Regions from separate parts of the Mus musculus genome. Here region 1 is linked to region 2. Evidence: chromatin contacts called from public promoter capture Hi-C data. All regions are on one chromosome and are shown on one strand. The core of a region is the stretch at or near the end of the contact, and the rest is flanking DNA. Distances in the headings are between cores, read along the strand shown.

Region 1 (6,551 bases), core at 973-3,472, 630 kb before region 2:
GAACATGGCATGCTTGTGCACCCACACACAAGTGGGCACAGGAGCTTGGAGAAGATTCAAGACCAAAGTGAGCTTGTGATAATCCTGTCAGTAATTCACTTAGACCTGTAGATTCTTTTTTCCATTCCCACCATGTCTGAGGCATGGCCTTTATGCTTATATCTAAAGCCTTACACTCCATAGGCGATTTGGAGGTCTCCACAATGGCTTCTGGGCCTCCCTTGCTTCTTTTGGTAAAGGCTGCATAAATAATTGTCAAGTTGGCCTCCCAGCACAGCTCTGGACCAAGGACTTGTTGATACAAGGCCTTGAAGGAATAGCTTCCTTGCTTTTGTGTGGGCAAACTTGTGATTTATAACCTATACAGGCAGGACTGCACACACACACACACACACACACACACACACACACACCCCAGCACTTCCTCAGTTCACTCAGTCATGTAACTTTGCCTCGGCATCTGATTTGGGGGAATTTGAGTTTGGTCAGCTTCAAGTTCATTCCATAGAACTGCAATAACCAGATTAAAACACACTAAGTGGGGGTTTCTGGAGGGTCTTCAGTAACCTATAAAAGTCTTGCTGCTTTCTGAAGATCACAGGAATATTTATTTAGTCAAATAACCAATATGCAATAGTTATTTATACCAGCTGCTGTCATTTGTCCCTACATGATATGGCATACCAATCACAAATTGTCATTTTTAGATATAGCCTCCAAAGACCAGGCTGCTGTGCAGAACTTTCCTGGTTTTAACTCTGTGTCTTTAGAACCTCTGCATCATTCATGTAAAACACTGATTTCTGGTTGTTTTAGTAAGAGAACTCCTTATTCTTTGCCAAATGGAATTGTGAACAAGAAGCCAACATAGGAAAAAAAAATAGAGAAGATCAATCCGGATGGAGAAAGCTATGATAGGTTTCTGACAGTAGTCAGACTAGAAGGAGGATTCACCATTAGGGGCCGATATATTTATTGCATGGATTACTGCTGATATTCAGTGAAGTTGTAATGAGAGCTAATGGACTGCTTGTAATTTTGTATGTGTACTATTTTCTCCCTTAATTCCTTTTCTTTTCTCTTTCATTTCTCTTCCTGAAGCCCACAGAATCCAACTCTGTTGACAACCCTAAGCCATCTTTTTGATTAACTGGGTGGAAGACACTAGACTTGTTGGCTTGGCCATATGCAAAGAGCACTAACAAGCTGCACTTCGGTTACAGAAAACCTACATGGCATCCAAGGCTGCGAGTAAAGGCCTCCAACAGCCAGGCAGAGGCAGGGGATGCTACTAGGCAAACAATCTAATAGGGTTAGCAAAGGGCAAGAGAAATACGCGCCATGGATAAAAATGGTAAAACCATACAGTTAGTCTTTAGCAGGAAGCTTAAAAAAATAAAATATAATAAAATCAGAGTTGGCATTTGTCTGTTTTTGTTTTTTGTTTTTTAAAGTCGGGGTGGAGTCAGTTGCTTTGAGTCTGAGGCAGTCAAACCGGAGCTGGAGAAAGAGCAGAACTGTTAACAGAAAAGAGCCAAGCAATGTAGTTGACATTATGCCCAAAGTACAGAATAGAGTTCATGATATCAGGGTCCATGGGTCACGGGGCGTTAGCTCCGAGGACTTTTGGCATGAGCTGGCACCACACTGTTGAGTAAACCTGTCGACTGTGTTCCAAGGTAACGTCTCAGTCTTAAGTCACAGGAAGTAGTCGATTTTCTGGTGTTCCTTAAGACCCTACACACTTACCCTTCTTCAAGCATGACAAAAGTACTTCCAAGAGTTCCTCTGGAAATGCAGTGAATGACATTGTTAAAGAGTCCCAGAGGGAACAAATTGGAGGGATTGGTTTCCTATGCTGTTAACGCACCTCCTGAACGCTCAGAAACCCTTTAAGTAAACACCATTACTAGTTCATTTGTGACTGATAAGGAAACAGCATAAAAGGAACTAAATGGCTCTTCAAATCTAATAGAATGTGGCTGCCTGTCACCTACTTAAACAAAACATTTGTCAGAATCACCTGTGTACTGCAAAGTATTCCTAGCTTGGCTTCGAAGTATGTGCCACCCAAACTTTCTAAAAGAACTTGGGCCTGGAAAGTCAGGACTGTGTTGTGCTGTTCTCTCCCGGTCTTCCTTCTGGAAGAGGAAGAAATCCTGATTTCCAAATCTATTAGGGAGCCCCCACTTACCCGCTACCAGGACTGCAACCGGGCGGACCAGGAAGTAAGCTGAGTGAGTTTCAGTTCCCTGGTCTGCAAAGGAAGAGCTCTTATTGGCTGTTCAAGTTGCTCCGCCCCTTATGCTTAGTTTTTTTTTAAACCATCTCAAGGATCTCTGGGAAATGTAGTTGTAGGGCTTCACTTAACCCTGGTGAACTCTTTCTCTAGTCCGTTCTTTGCGTGAGATATCATGATATTTTTGCATTTCTCGTGATAGGTTTGCATTTCACAGAGTTTATGATCTCTGGGAGCCTGTGAGAGGTCAGAGCTTGAAATAGGCTCTTGCAAAGCAGATCAAGGACGTAGAGGAGGAAGCGGTTACCACATGTCACCCACATTCCTAATGTATGCCTTTCCTTCCACTAAGTTTTGTTTTCCCCCTTATTTCTTTTTCATTTCTCATCTTCAGGTCCTTTTACTGCTCTATCCAAAGACACTGTGGAATGTGTATGACGTGTGTCCGGATATGGGTTGCAAAAAAACGACAACTGTCCTATGTATTTCTGTTTTCGATTTATACTAATGATTCTTGTAGATAATGCTTGCTGTTTCTTAGCTATTTCCCTGTACACTATAATTTAAAGACTCCTTGGCACACACTGTTCTTATATTCTGGGTTGTCAAAATAGATTCCTAAATTTATGCTTGGTGGCATGTAGTCGGGTGTGGCTCAGGTGAGGAGAAGTGAGTTATAGAACTATATCCCCAGTTTCTATCTGCTCAGTTGGGTCACTGTGACGCATGCACAGCAATACCTCTCTGCATGGTTCTGAGGGATTTTGCTTCCTTTGTTAACAACAACCACTGGTTGGCAATCTGCTTGTATAGTTTTATACCTAAACTAGAACTTCCAAACTCTTACATTCCTACAACCAAAGCCCAATCAACAACAACAACAACAACAAAACAGCTACCCTGTGGCTGATACCCACAATCCTAGCACTTGAGAAGTGAAGGGAGACCATCAAGAACTCAAGGTCATCTTGGGCTACACAGCAAGTTCAACGCCAGCTTGGGCTACACGAGCCCATTTCCACAAACACAAGATAAAGCAAGCATCACTGTGGCAATGTAACCTATAGCTTTGGTAATATCTCAGCTCTTGCTTTTCCGTTTACCTTAATATGATCACTACCAGACGAGGACTGAGAGGAATACTGGCTATGCAGTGCAAACTAGAGGCCTGGCATTGGAATCTGCATGGAGAAGGGTATTCAAGAGGTCTCTGGGCTGGATTACTGGGCAATAATGGGTTTATTGAAAAAGTTATTAACAGCATTGGCATATAGACACAGAGACAACAGTAAGACAGGGCTCCAAGAATTGTTCGGGCTCAGCTCAATGGACAGACAGTTTGGTGGAGTCTCTGAAGAGACTAAGAGGATGGGCCAGAAGAGGGAGCCTCCTTTTATCCCTTGTGAGGATGGGGGAAGTTCATAGCAAGAGCCTGCAGCCAGGATCTCTGACTCCCAAGCAGGAATGTAGGTAGGGGCTGGGGATCGGGTTGTGTGACAGCAACTGTGCAAAAGCCAACACTTCCCTTGATGGTAACTGGCCCTGGGAATCCTGATAGCTCCGGACTCTCCGATGATAAGGAACCTGTCCAGCAGTACCCGTAGCTATGGAGAGAAGGCTGCTTCAAGTATTGTGGCCTGACCCTCTTATGGAATCCAGTTAGAAAGCAGGAAGTACAGAGAGGTTAAATATTCAGATTCTGGGGCACAAGCCATACATTTACATCCCTGACTCTATTCTCAGCAAGCACACAGTAGGCAGCTGGCAATGTGAATGGGAGCTAAAGCAGGAATGAGGTAAAGAAAGCTACAAAGACTTAGAAATAATTACCACTATTATTCATTCAACCCTGAGCAGAATACGTTTGTGTGCAGAAGTGCTGTAAACCATATTCTGGGCTTTCAGCACATTAGACCAGCAGTCTAACCTGGGAACTACCCCCGTATCCCTATATTTGTGGCCTTTATGTCTGGTACTGAATATATATGTATGTCTCAAACTGTTTTACATCTTGAATCAGATCCACAAGTTTACCCAGTAATGTGCTCAGAGTGTGACCTCCAAGATCCACTAAGAACCATGTTTGTCTCTTGCTTGTTTCTTTTTAAGCTAAACTTTAGAGTGAAGCAGAAGAATGTAGCAAGGTTATTACACTGGGGGGAAAGGGACACACAACTTAAAGAGAACACCAACCCTTATCATATCTCAATACCTCCAAGAAGCCTTTGATCCACTTTACTAGCCAATATTATTTTAATATATTTAACATTTAATATACTTGACAAACAATATTTTTTCAGGTAACATATATTGTAGGCTATAAAGAGTATTATATAATGTATAAATCAATTGCATAATTCTAAAGTATTCTCATAGTTTGAAAAAAATCCAATGTAAAAGGAACTACGTCTGCACAATTAGCTCTGGAAGAAATTCTAAGCCATGTCGTTGTCTTGGCACCCACTCACAGAGCCCGGGTGCACTGGCTTGAGTTCTGTTTTGAGGACTGGTAAGTTACCTGAATCTGAAATGATGTCTCATTCTTCTTTGCTTTATTCTGATCCTAAGTTGTGAATGTGGTTTCTTGTAAACCATGGACATCAGATTTATTCTGGCTGAATTTTATACCTGCTATTCTCTGATTATTCATATTCAACCACTTTTTATGTGAGTTCAACAATAAAATGATGGTGGGAGGCTTCTACTACAAGTCAATATGGCTCCAAAGATTTCCACATCTTCATTAAGTAATTTTTGTTGATTAATATTGAAAGGATTGTTGTTACATCCATTAATATATTTATTTTATTCAAGTATAACTGACGCTATTTTTATTGGTGAAATGACAGGAGGAGTAGGATTTCGTTTTATAAAATCTAGGAAATAGAAGATACAACAAGTCATTAGTTGGTCAGCATTGGACTGGGTGATTTCTGTTATGGATACATTTGCATATGTTTAGAAGGTTTAAGACTATGAAATAACAATGGAGAACAATTTTGCTCCTTACCCTAAATAGTAAAAACTAGTTCACCATGTTTGGGCACAAACTTTCTCTCCAAAGAAATGCCAAATGCGGTTTTCAGTACATCTTCTATTTCTTCCTCATTCACATATTTAAACTCAACCAGATCTACATCGTCCTTATAGCTGAATCTCCTACTTGTAAAGGTGGAGCCCACTAAACAGTGAACCCCTTCCGAGGTCTGCAAGGAACAGAACGATGTGCTTACAAACACAGATGCTGGCGATGTCTGAAGATAGCTATTCACATATTCAAAATCCTCGATAACTCGGGGCTCAAGAGTAAAGGAGTAGATTTTTCGATATTTGTTCTTTTCAAGGAGGTCTGAGTTAACAAATTCTTCATTTGGAACATACTGCTCTCTTCTGATTTGGTCCAAGTACCAGGTTCCATTCTCCTCTGTCAAAAGGAAGATGGCAGGCACCTGAGGCTGATCCTTCCCAGATGTTAATTCCAGAGGCTCCCACATCTGGTAGGAGCCTCCATAGGCGGAATCCACAATGTACTTCCTGTCACTGATGGTCACCTGTACTAGAAGGTGGACCATTTCACTGCTATATTTGCTGACTGGAGTTATGTAAACATATCCTCCCAACATTGTGGTTTCAAAGCCCATTTTGGTCAGAGCCCAGTACAGCAGATGATTAACCTGGAGACACCATCCACCTCTCTTCTTCCTTACTATGTGGTCAAAAATGTCCTGTAAATCCAGATGCATGGCTTCTCCACAATGCATGTTAAGATTCTCAAAAGGAACTGCTCGCATCTGGTGCTGAAGAACTTCAGTTAATGTGGCTAAGTCCAATTTATTCACTGAGTTCTTGTAACCAATCCTTTCAAAGTATGCTTCGATGTCCATGGTCCCCTAAGGCAAACAGAATGAAAGCAGACAAACATTACAACAATTCTTGTAGGTGTCCCAGAGTCAGCTATCTGTAGCTAGAATCTACTGTTAACACGTATACATAAAAATGCCTCTAACTATCTCATAGGCAATCATATCACTTTGACTGCATGGCTTGTTTTTACCTACAGTTCATTAAATAATCTCTGTGCCCCTTAAAGGAAAGTTTTGTTATTTCTTGTATCTTTCAACTTTTTGATAGTAGAAAGTAAGACTAAATGACCAGTCAAAAGACAGATTAGATGTGGTTGCCTTGGTGATAAAAGGTAGATATTGTCCAAGTAAACTTGCAGTTATTCACAGAAATGGGAGAATTAGGCAATAGAGAACATAGTGGCCATGTCGAGTGACAGATTCCATCACCCCACTTAACTGAGTGTTAT
Region 2 (6,251 bases), core at 2,802-5,301:
TTTTGTTTATTTTTAAATCCTTGACTTAAAACAAGAACAGAACTCATTTGGATGAAAGGCCATGAGAAAGTCAGGGTAACACTGGGATGAAGGATAATTGTGGGGAGAGGCCATTTTTGACATTGGCTATATAACTACTAAAGTTATACAAAACCTAAGCCCTTTCTGGCCTAACAGTACCTTGTTATAAATCTCTACAAATAATAATCAAGCATGTGACAATCAGTAACTAATGGTAACTCTAGGCCAAGTACCTGTCTGATTCACTTATGAAGGAGACTAGTTAATGAGTTTCTTCTCACCTTGGAATGCTTCAAAGTTGCCATGGTGACCACTCAACCCTGAAAACTTTTTTGGCTTGACTCAACTAGCCTCCTTACTTCAGTCCATTTTATGTGCTATTTTTACGTGTTTTACCCATAGTCACATTCATGCCGGTAATCTCAATCTTCATCCATGTACAAATAAATGCCTCCGTTTTCAGTCCTGACATTACTAATCTAGAGTTTTAAGACCTAGGCATATACCAATCAGGGCTGTATGAACTGTACATACCTCATATTTCCATCAAGCTAAGAGCAAGGAGGGAAAAGTTATTCTTCTTATTGAATGGGTTTCTTTCCTGGAACATCTTTTTATTTCACTACTCAGTCTTCCTCCAGTCATGGTAGGTGAGACCCTGGGATCATTTTAAAAGCTTCTTCTTACTTGGTCTATCAGAAAGTCCAGTCTCCTACCCTATTCCGCTTCCTCATCATTCCCACCTTTTCTGTAATAGCTGTACCAATACCAAGCACAGCCTCTCTCCTAACTTCTCTCCACCCACTACAGTCACTTTAGCATTCTTGTGACCATTCATCCAAGAGAGCTCCCCATCGTGTTTTAAAGGAAAAACTTACAACTGATGTAAATAGACATAAATATGACAAGAGATAAGAATAATCTTATAAGACAGTACTTATGATTGTGGTAGTAGCGCTGTGTTCAAATAAAAGAATGTTCACTTTGAGCTGACTCTGGTGGTACATGGCTGAAACCTTGGCTGTCCCAGAAGAGGGGAATCAGAAACTCAAGGTCATCCCTGGCTACATACCAAGTCTGAAGCCAGCCACCCTTAGCCAACTGAGACCCTGGAGAGAGAATGCTCTCTATTTGCCTATTTGCTTTCTAAAGAGATGGAGAAAGAAGGTGTGAACTTGGATAGGCAAGGAAGATATGGGAGGAGACAAGGGAGTTGAATCATGATCAGAATATGCTATATGACAAAAAAATTTTTCAATTATAACAGATACAAGCTTTAAATGTTCCAATAACATTCAACTAGGAAAATACTGAGACACTAGCTATATGGGTTTATACTTAAAACTAAGAAAATATTCAGAGAAAAATGTTAATTCTCCTCCAAAATAGCTATACTGTGGACAAGATAAAAAAGACACATGCTCCTTTGTATGTCAGCCTTAGACTGCCTCAAAATCAGGTTTCTGGCACGTTTGAGAACCTTGCTCCTCCCACTACATACATGAAGCCTAATTCTAGCCTCCGAGTGCACGGAACTTTCTAAACTCCTGGTATGTTCACTATTGTGCAATTATACTGTCATTTGCCTGAAGTACTTCAGCCTAGAAGATATGTATGCCATGTCACCCCTGCCTACAAATCACTCTCCTTCCTGATTCTCCAGTGCACTTTTCAAATTGCTACTGGAGGCTGCCCACAACTTCTTAAAAACTAGTTTGGGCTACCGCTGTGTAACTATTTCCTCCCAACTGAAGCCCTGGCTCCTAGAGGGAGGAGAAGGGCCTAGAAGAATCAGGAAACTAGTGAAACTCACAAGGCCCTAACCTGAAGTTCTAAAAGCAGTAAACTGCTGGGCAGACTGCTGGTAGAGCTGCCACCACAGCAAGGAGCTCCACTGATACTACTTTTCTGTCACCCAAGCTACGTGGGCTTGCCCATGATACAGCTACCTTTGAGTCACCCATGCTCTTGAATAGAAGCACAATATGTGCATTGCTCATGGAGCTAGGCTTGGGTGCACAAACTGGAATGAAGAGATGTCTGTTCACATCTCCCCAGAAAAAGTCACACAGCGATTATCAAACACTTGAAATGAATGGTTCTATTAACAAAACATTATCTACCTAGCACACAGGTAGTATCCTCTGCCACACGGGTCACAAGTCAATTCCCAATACTACTGACTGTATCCCATGCTTCCTTTCCAACTCTGGCTCCTGATCGACCCCCTGTATCTGTTCCCCAATAGTGCAGGCTCTGCTTACAAGATGACTACCATCTTAGAACTGCCAAAAAACCAAGCTGTTCATAATTGGCTTAGCTCCCTCCACCAATCTCTTCACACCTTCTCCTTTTTGTAGAAACCATTCTCCCTTGCCTCTCTCAGTGGTTTCCTAAAAGTGTTCCATCTCCCGAAACCCCCTCACCCCATGCTTACTCAAACATTTGTAGTTTGATAGCCTTCTATGTTCTGGGCCTTCTTCCACAAATGAACAACACACAGAGGAAATGTCTGTGTAAAGCACAGAGCCCCAAATACCAAGAAACTGGTTTGCAAATTTCATAGAACCCAGCTCCCTATGAAGAGTCTACAGAATACCATTAACTGTCAAGAAGCAACTTGTAGAGAACAGTAGTGGATGGTTGTACAACCCTGCACTTGGGAGGGTGGAGACAGGAGGACCAAGGAGTTCAACGTCAGCCTCCCAGGCTACAGACCAGTCTGGGCTACACCAGATCCTCGCTGGAAAGGGGGGCAATGAAGTTTGAAACATAAGGTAATCCTGTTCCTGACCCTTAACTCCTGAGGTCTCAAAAAAGTAGTCTCGACGAAAAACGTAGCAATTCTGAACTGAAACAAGAGTCAGAATTTCTAACCCCAATGCACATGTTAAACTGAGTTCCTATGGTAATAACATAGCAGAGTAATTTTACAAATAATCTACCAACGTCGAGGCTTCTACACTGCAAACATGTGACTAACTTCACGTGTAACTTTGGGGACTATCACGTTTGGAAAGGAAGCGGGAACTCCTAGAAGTAGCTGGGACCATGGGAAGCACTCCGGCGAGCCCGGGGTCCCAGCTCCCAGAGAGCACGTGGCACGGAGCTCGGCTGCGCCGCCCCGCAGAGCACGCCCGCGCGCCCCGCTCCCCAGGCCCCGTGTCCCCGGCCCCCCTCCGGCCTCTCGTGCACTCGACCTGTCCGAATCCGAGTCCGAGGAGTCCGAGGCCTGCAGCACTGGCGGCGGCTCCGCGGCGTTCCGGCCGGTGACCCAGGCCCCGCCCGGCGGCGGTGGTCTTCCGCCCGCATCCCAGTTCAGGGCTGGCAGCGGCGGAGTCGGTCTTCCGCCGGGATCCGAGTTCGGGGCTGGCGGCGGTGGTGGTCTTCCGCCCGCATCCCAGTTCGGGGCTGGCGGCGGCGGTGGTCTTCCGCCGGGATCCGAGCTCGGGGCTGGCGGCGGCGGTGGTCTTCCGCCGGGATCCGAGTTCGGGGCTGGCAGCGGCGGTGGTCTTCCGCCGGGATCCGAGCTCGGGGCTGGCAGCGGCGGTGGTCTTCCGCCGGGATCCGAGTTCGGGGCTGGCAGCGGCGGTGGTCTTCCGCCGGGATCCGAGCTCGGGGCTGGCAGCGGCGGTGGTCTTCCGCCGGGATCCGAGTTCGGGGCTGGCAGCGGCGGTGGTCTTCCGCCGGGATCCGAGCTCGGGGCTGGCAGCGGCGGTGGTCTTCCGCCGGGATCCGAGCTCGGGGCTGGCGGCGGCGGCTGCACCCCCGGCGGCGGGGCCTCCCGGCGATCCTCAGGTGGCTGCGGTGCTGCCGACCCCTGGCCGGAGCCGCCGAACTTGAGCGTCTGCAGCTGCGCGGCGGCCTCCACCACCTCCATGGCGCCGCCCGGGCCGCAGAGCAGCGCGAGGGTCTCCTCAGAAGCCAAGCTAGCCAACTCGGCCACGCTGAAGCCCGCGCGTTTCTCAGGTAACCGCACGCGGACCGACCTGAGGACACGCCCCCGGCATCATTCACGGGACTTCCGGGAGGGCCGGTGACGTCATGAACGAGACGCCGGTTCCCAGGGGCTGAAGGATTCCAACTATGGAGGAAACTTGGCTTCCGCGCGGTCCTAAGTCCGCCAAGTTCACTGCTTCTGGTGAACTGTGCTGCTCACTAAAGCGAGGGCTTCCAGGCGTGGTGGGAATGAATGAGGATTATAGTACTAGTTTCTGTACTTGAGAATCTTGAGTCAGAACGTCTTCAAAAGACGCTTTTAGTAATTTATCTTGAAAGTTAAATGAAAATAAAACCACATTTACATTCTCACCGTGAGAGAAAAAACAATACTTTTCTTTCTCCAGTATATTGAAAAGACAAGAGTTGTAAAGGATTTTACTGATAATGTTATGGCAGGGCTATATCATAGTTGATGCTGCTTCATAGGAAGTGTGGGGTGACTCTAAAATGTAGCATTTTAATCTGGAGATCTTTTCGTCAGATTGTAAGGCACTCAAGCACCAAGTTCTTAAGACTTGGGGAGTTATCGCCAGGTGTTGGTGCATGCTTTTATTCCCAGCACTCAGGAGGCAGAGGTAGGTGGATCTCTGTGATTTTGATGCCAGCCTGGTCTACTGAGCTAGTTCCAGGACAGGCCAAGACTACAAAAGAAGATTTAGGAAAAGATCAAACTTTTCTGGTTTTCTGGGTCTTCAATTTGATGCATCAATGTCTCACCTAATAATATTGCAACAACTTAGTAGGCATACATATTCATGAAGGACTATGTAAAATTTTATATGTTATTTACTGACAATTGATTGTAGGAGCTCCATAGAAGACTCTCAGTTAAAGTAAAAGAAGAAGCAATCCAGGCATTCCTGCACATTACAATGCTTACAATCCAATGTGAGTTTTAAAAGCAAAGGTGAATCCTTGGCAGAGAATTGAAGTATAGAATAGACTGTTCAAAGGCACAACAATGGAAAGTTAAAATTGGTGGGCTGTGTCCTGGAAACCCTTCCAGATGAAATAGAAATCCAAGACGGTAGGTACTAAGGCAATATTTCCCAAGTAAATACTCATATCCTAAAACCCCAATTCTATCATTTTTCTTGAAATATGCAACCGGGTGTAACTAAATCTTACTTACCTGTAGAATACAGACAAAAATACTATCTCATTTAGTTTATAGAACATTAAATAAGATGGTATAGAGAAGCAAGACTTGTCTAGCATGCATTCATTGTACAGATACCCCTGCAAAGTGAACCAAAGCATGGATTTATGAATAATATGTATCATTGATAATGACTGATATGTAGAGATACACAGCTGAATTTTAGAAGAGACAACATGTTATTTAGAATATTTCTGTGGGCAGCAAAATGTTATATTTTTTTCAGAAATTAGATGATTGCAGTCTAAACTAGGGGTTAAGTCAATGAGGTAGAATAAATGACAATTCAAAATCTTAAGACCTTAACAAGGTACTAGAAAATTTGTGACCTAGGAAAGAACAAAGAAGTTGATGTTATCTATTGTACTTGCTGGTTTTGTGTCAACTTGACACAAGCTGGAGTTATCTCAGAGAAAGGAGGAAATGCCTTCATGGGATCCAGTTTTAAGGCATTTTCTCAATTAGTGATACAGGGGGGAGGACACCTCGTAGGTGGTGCCATGCCTGGGCTGGTAGTAATCTTAGGTTCTATAAGAAAGCAAGCTGAGCAAGCCAGGGGAAGCAAGCCAGTAACTAACATCCCTCCATGGCCTCTGCATCAGCTCCTGCTTCCTGACCTGCTTGAGTTCCAGTCCTGACTTCCTTTAGTGATGAACAGCAGTATGGAAGTGTAAGCTGAGTACATTCTTTCCTCCCCAACTTGCTTCCTGGTCATGATGTTTGTGCAGGAATAGAAACCCTGATTAAGACACCTGTAAAACTGGAGAAGTTGAAAAAATGCTAATGACTGTTTAAAATTGACTCAGAAAAAAACATCGTAGTCAATTGAAAATGCTAAAGGAAATTTAAAGATACAAGACAAGCAATCAATAAAGAGTTAGGATCAGAAGCAGAGCTCAAGGAGAATTCCAGAACTCATCTGCTCATTCCAAAATTGTTTACTTAGCATTGTTTTGAGCTATGCACTGCTGTATAGCTTGCTTGTATAAGAAGACTAATGAATCACAATCCTCCTCAGAAGGAATTCATAGTTCAGTAAAAAAGATAAGTTGGAAAACAAGAGATATTT

What was found. Capture Hi-C pulls out chosen DNA fragments and counts their contacts.
Region 1: a promoter capture Hi-C map of liver shows a contact between it and region 2. The contact joins the promoter of Nat2 here to the promoter of Naf1 in region 2. A contact is called at or near these places in 3 of 484 Hi-C or Micro-C datasets (CD4 T cells, Th1 cells and erythroblasts), 1 of 115 datasets of contacts at active chromatin or transcription factors (memory CD8 T cells) and 1 of 9 other capture datasets (liver).

What each region holds. Positions count from the first base shown.
Region 1 is chr8:67,490,546-67,497,096 of GRCm38.p6, reverse strand. It overlaps Nat2 (N-acetyltransferase 2 (arylamine N-acetyltransferase)), which reads right to left and starts at 2,222. Exons shown (of 2, transcript NM_001168577.1): 1 at 2,195-2,222. Nat1 (N-acetyl transferase 1) reads right to left here and starts at 6,129. Exons shown (of 1, transcript NM_008673.2): 1 at 4,566-6,129. The coding sequence starts at 6,123. The coding sequence ends at 5,251.
Region 2 is chr8:66,858,017-66,864,267 of GRCm38.p6, reverse strand. It overlaps Naf1 (nuclear assembly factor 1 ribonucleoprotein), which reads right to left and starts at 4,051. Exons shown (of 8, transcript NM_001163564.1): 1 at 3,222-4,051. The coding sequence starts at 3,901.